2 separate regions of the Mus musculus genome follow, and region 1 is linked to region 2. Evidence: chromatin contacts called from public HiChIP or PLAC-seq data. All regions are on one chromosome and are shown on one strand. The core of a region is the stretch at or near the end of the contact, and the rest is flanking DNA. Distances in the headings are between cores, read along the strand shown. Region 1 holds the start of 4930431P22Rik (RIKEN cDNA 4930431P22 gene). Region 2 has its middle 42 kb from the start of Serp2.

Evidence for each region. HiChIP or PLAC-seq counts read pairs in DNA pulled down with a chosen protein or histone mark.
Region 1: an H3K27ac HiChIP or PLAC-seq map of embryonic stem cells shows a contact between it and region 2, with 2.3 times the contacts expected there. The contact joins the promoter of 4930431P22Rik here to the enhancer-like site in region 2. A contact is called at or near these places in 1 of 39 promoter capture datasets (the C10 cell line), 9 of 484 Hi-C or Micro-C datasets (the N1E-115 cell line, bone marrow-derived macrophages, cerebral cortex and 4 more) and 8 of 115 datasets of contacts at active chromatin or transcription factors (the 230-238 cell line, SST interneurons, embryonic basal ganglia and 3 more).

Annotation. Positions count from the first base shown.
Region 1 is chr14:76,758,799-76,761,498 of GRCm38.p6, forward strand. 4930431P22Rik (RIKEN cDNA 4930431P22 gene) reads left to right here and starts at 1,333. Exons shown (of 2, transcript NR_153763.1): 1 at 1,333-1,577.
Region 2 is chr14:76,597,744-76,600,510 of GRCm38.p6, forward strand. No RefSeq gene overlaps it. Among named protein-coding and RNA genes, the nearest start is that of Serp2, 42 kb to the left of the region's middle. Within about 2 kb of position 1,363, at least 180 of the 459 cell types and tissues checked have an H3K27ac peak or open chromatin away from gene starts, as enhancers often do. A contact at or near this core is called in the N1E-115 cell line, SST interneurons, cerebral cortex and 6 more, where this site is marked.

The sequences.
Region 1 (2,700 bases), core at 83-2,582, 160 kb after region 2:
TGGAATTTGAACTGTTGCCCTAGGAAAATCACTGTCAAAGCACTGTTAGGCTGTAAGAAGTTAGGGCAGGGTGGGTGAAACTAAGCAGATGCCCTTGCACAACAAGTACCTGGCTCTGCCTGTCTCTGGGTCTCCATCCTCAAAGTGAAAGGTTGAGACTACATGAGTTTCTCAGGAATTCTAGAATCCCAGATCTTTCTAGGGATTAGATAGGGAGAGAAATAGTTATGGAAACCAATGTTGGAAGTCTTTGGCATACAAAGCTATGGAATTAATTGGTCAGAGGTCACCACACAATCTAGGCTTGTGATTCAGATGGACCAAAAACTAAAGCACTGATAGGCAGAAACTATCCTCAAAGTTTTTGCCAAAGAAGTCCCACTTCTCACACCAGAAGCAAACTCACCATAAGGCAAGACGCTGATATGTAGAAAGAGCTCAGAGACAGGGAAGAGCATCGTAGTGTTGGTTGGATCCTCATACAGTACAGACGCAGAAGCACAGTTTCGATTGCTCCTGTCTGGTGGATCAGTTCTGAGTTTGCAAGAAGGTAAGGTCATAGACCTGAGTGTCTAGGGCTGACCAATTAGTGTCGTATGATCTCTCAGGGGTATATCAACTGGTGTCAGCTTGTTGGCCTTGTTTAGGCAACCACATCCAACACAACTTCTCAGTGGGGTCTTGTCACAGAGCAGCCATGTCAGACACGGGAGACCTGGGTTGGGACGATTAGCATTCTGGTCTCACCAGGTTGGAGTGTAGCCTGCAGAGTTGCTGCTGTGGTTTTCCTGCTCTAGAGAGGCATCACTATGCACCATCAGGGAGCTGTCACTATAGATTAGGGGGAGTCTGTTCAGTTTGCTGATTCTCTTAGGGCTGAATCCTCATCATGTTTTTCCGCCCAGACTTCAGACCCCAAGCTTTGGTAGTCTGGGTGGCTGAGATGGGAACTGTCACAGAGTCTATGGAATCTACTGCACACTGTGAGATGAATCTGGATGTTATTATACTATGTTTTTTATTGCTGTTTAGTTTTTCCCACATGCATGTTATTATTCCAAAAACAAACCTGTTAAATAATATATTCTCACATATTTGGTTATGGCAAGAACTTTCTTATTACTGACCATTGTTTCTGACTAAGCCAGGTTAGAAGAAGACCGACTTTTGAAGAACATTCTAGGCCAATCTCTGCTCTGTTTAGTACTGTAATGGAGGGACCCAACTCTGAACTCATTTTGACATGCTACCTTGGGCATTCTCTGGTTACTAGGGACCATATAGAATATCCCAGAAGCTCCGTCATTCTGATCCTAGCAACACAGAATAGGTGGCCATAGTCCTTGGATCACTCTGACTTGACATGTCATTTCAAAGCTTGAGAGAGCTGATGGCAGGAACAGATCCTTCATACCACGCTGCCACATGTCCCATGAGTCTCCAAGGGTCTTGTGGGCTCTACTTCTGAGTGTCCCAGCAAGACTACGATCAAAAGATCATCCACTATTTTCTCTCATAGTCCTTCTTTCAAGCAGAACTCATCACTGGAGGTTCTGTTGACATAAGACAGAGAGAAGGTTCGAAGACGATAATAGTTATTACTGACAGTGTAGTCCATGCACTCATGGCAGCGGGGGGGGGGGGGGCACTCATTATATTTGGGAGGCTTTGAATCCCCTCTGCCCTTGGAGCCTGGCCTTAGATTGACCCTGAATGAAGAGCAAGGCTCTCCAAGGGCCACTGTCAGCACTCCCCAGGATGACTACTACACATGGGAGGAGTCAGGGTGTGGGGGTCCTGTTCTGACTCTGTCATCCTGGGCCCCAGCCATGGCGGTTTCATAACAGAAGAAAGCTAAGCTGCGAGCACGTTGCTAGGCTGTGGCTATTTATTTTTATAAATGAGCCCAGGCTTAATTTAGAAAGCAGCTTTTGCTTTTGCTTTCTACATCCCAGCATCGGCTGTCTGTCTGGCAGGCAGGCACTGTCAAAGAATCTCATTTCTGACCCAACAAGAGCTCGTGGGTGGATAGGGGCAGCAAAGGGGTTGGCGGAAGGCCGATGCCAGCCAGGCTGCATTACAGGGAGGCAGAGACACGTGGCTGTGCCACTAGTGTCCTATTCTGCTTCCGTGTGAGCTTCATTTGTGACACCTACGTAGTCCTCGCTTGGAATAGCAGGGTGAAAAGCAGCCCTGACGCTCACGTCTCCTTTGATGAGCTACACACCAGCATACAGCAGAACAGAAGGCCTTGGGAAAGACGGTCCAGTCAGGTGCCAGAACGGGTGACACCAACGATCTCTGTTCTTTGGAGGCAGCTATTTTAATAGAGCCTAATTACAGTGGCTATTTGGATGTGCAAGTATTTTGATTTAGCTGATAAATGCCATTTTTTAAAAAAGCAAACGAATAAAGTGGACATTTTACACTCCACTTGTGAAGCTTGATCTCCACTAATTGTCAACCTCCATGTTCAGGAGTCAAGGGTATATATAGTTCAGGGACAGGGGAGGGAATGGGTGGTAGAACTCCAAAATCAGAGACTATCAAGAGCCAGGTAATGGTTAAAACAATGTAAGCACAAGGGGTAACGTGCCTGTCAGATGGGAGCATATCCAGCCCACAGGAAAACAGGAGCCTATAAAGTAAAAGAAACAGAGCCAATCAGATCTGCTTGCGAGGGAAGAGATGGAGGAAACG
Region 2 (2,767 bases), core at 113-2,612:
GGCAGAGAGGAGGAGAGAGTAGAGAAGCAGGCCATGGCCACCTGGAGAGAGGGGAAGGGAATGTGGAGCAAGGGTGCAAGAGAGAGGCAGGAGCTAAAGTGGGTAAGAGGAGGGGCCAAGCAGCCCCTTTTATACTGGGTCAAGCCTACCTGGCTCTTGCCAGGTAATTGTAGGGAAGAGCATACCTGGCTGCTGCCATGAACTGTGGGGGTGGAGTTTATACAGAATACCAACACTGTGTGCATGGCAGGGTGGGGCTGGGGAGGAGTCCTATTCAGCTTCTATTTCCACTGGGAATAAAGAGGGTGGTGGATCCTTTTCCTTTTGGGTTAGGGGGTGGATGCCTTCATCTCAGAAGGCTGGACAGAGGTTTCTCCTTGGGGAACCAGGGCAGAGGCTTAAGCCACCTCTCTAAGCCAAGACCCCTTGGAACCACTTAACTTCCCAGGAAGGAAAGGGGAGGGGGCAATTCCCTAGTCTGTAGACCTGGGAAAGGTCCATATGGAAGCTCACTCCTTTGCTCTTGGCCACTTGAGCTGTGAGTAACTAAAGTGTAGGCACCTGGCAGTGGTTGTCTGGGGGAAGGGAAATCTTGCTCTTTTTGTTTTATTATTATTATTATTACTATTATTACTATTATTTTTAATTTACATTTCAAATTCTATTCTCTTTCCTCATTTCCCCTCTGAAACCCTCCCCCACCCCATCCCCCTGCTCAATAACCCACCCACTCCCACTACTTTTTGTTTCTTAATCTATTCTAGCACCGAGGCAAACATCAGGAGTTTTGACGTTTTCCAGAGCAGAGAAAAGAAACTGATACTCAGCCTTTCCTAGGGTTCAAGGTGGGGAGGGGAGGGCCTAAGATGCAAATGAGGGAGGCTGGGATTGAGCTGGGAGCGCATGTTCTTTCTGTCTCTGAAGCTGGGCATCCTCAGAGGTTTTGGCTGTTTGTCCTGAATCCACATGGCTTCTGTGGTGGCAGCGCAGTGCTCCCGCCACCTATCCAGCTCCTCCCCTATGTTCACGTTGTACGTGCAAAGCTTTCTGCTGGTCTTGCAAAAGTCACCGGACTCTGAAGGTCCCCAAACTGATAGAGTGGGGGAAGAAACTGGCTGTGAGGCTCAGCAGCAGGAAACACGCTTTAAACACAAGGCCCTGGGTTCCACCCCCACCCCCTGCCCTCCAGCACTACAATAGCCAAATCGTAGAGAAAATGGAGCAGACCTTCAGCCACCCTATCATAGAGTCATCTATTTGCTGATTTCTGAATGAGACTTAAGAGTTTTCCCACCAGATCTGGGACGCTCGGGGCAGTTTGCAGAGGCCCAAAGCCAGGTGCTGTAGAAGCTGTTGCCAGTAACAGCTAGAGGCAAAGGAGGGGTCAGTTTGCTCTGGGTTGGAGACTGGAGATGAGGGCTCTGCTGGGTCTTAGTGCCTGCTCGTTCTGCATCTCTAAGTTGGCTTTTTCCTGTTCTCTCCTCCTCACTGTATTTGAGTGGGGCACAAGAAAGGAACTGGATGGCATGACCTCTCCATGACATGGTTAAGACTTTTATTGTAGATTTCAGAGAACAGCCAGAGGCATCCGGAAGAGGCCAAAGCAGAGAGAGAGAGAGAGAGAGAGAGAGAGAGGTAGACCAGGGCTAGGGAAGTTGGAGAGAGCGAGGGAGAGAAGAGTGGAGATAGCAAGATAACAAGAGATAGAGAACAGAGCAGAGAGGGAAGGGAGAGAGCGAGAGAGAGAGAGAGAGAGAGAGAGAGAGAGAGAGAGGTAGACCAGGGCTAGGGAAGTTGGAGAGCGAGGGAGAGAAGAGTGGAGATAGCAAGATAACAAGAGATAGAGAACATAGCAGAGAGGGAAAGGTGGAGGGGGATGGGGGGGAGGGGAAGCGAGAGAGAACGGGAGAGAGCGAGGGAGAGAGCGAGAGAACACAGAATAACAAGAACAGAGGTAAAGAGAAGGATGAGTAAGAGAGGGACGCTGGGGGAGTTTAGGCATGAGGAGGAGGTGAGGAGATTCTGGGTGGAAACTTTGAAATGTATAACAGGTACTTTATACTGATGCGGAGGCAGCCTGGGGACCAGCATGGGCTTTGATAGGCTGACAGGTGCCAAGTGTAGCCTTCTGTGCCCAGAGGTAAGGGAAAGGGTTCCCAATTCACAGATCCTGAGCAGTGCTGGCTCTGATCCAACCACCAGAAACCCTACAACCCAGCTTCGGCTCATTTCTGGATATGTGGGCTGCCTTTTAGCGTTTGGGGAATCAGAGTCTCTTTTGGATCTGACATTCACTGTTGGCTTTTGTTTCTGTCCCATCATGCCTGGGACCCTATTTTTGTTTCCTTTCTCCTTGGCACTGTTTCCTCTAGTTGAGGGGAAAAAAGTGTTCTATATTCTCTAGATCACCGAGATCATTTATATTCTCATCACAGTTGCTCACAAGTTGTAAAACTGAGGGAAAAGGGAGTGGGTACTACAGAAGTTCTTTGAATGGTGGATACGGGCAAGATAATATTAGGAATTTATTAAGTATCTTATTGGTCAAAGAAAACACCACGAACAGGCATCCCTTCCCACTGGTCAATTAGGAAGGAGAGGATACAGGCATCTACTCCCATGTCTGTAAAAATATCCAGAGGACTCTGACAGAGGTGGAGGTGGGAAGGATCTGGAAGGTTCCGAGGTAACGTTTGTCTCTCTGAGTGGTCATCAACAAAGGTTGTCTGCACAGGTGCAGGGCCTAAACATAAACTGGAGGATAAAA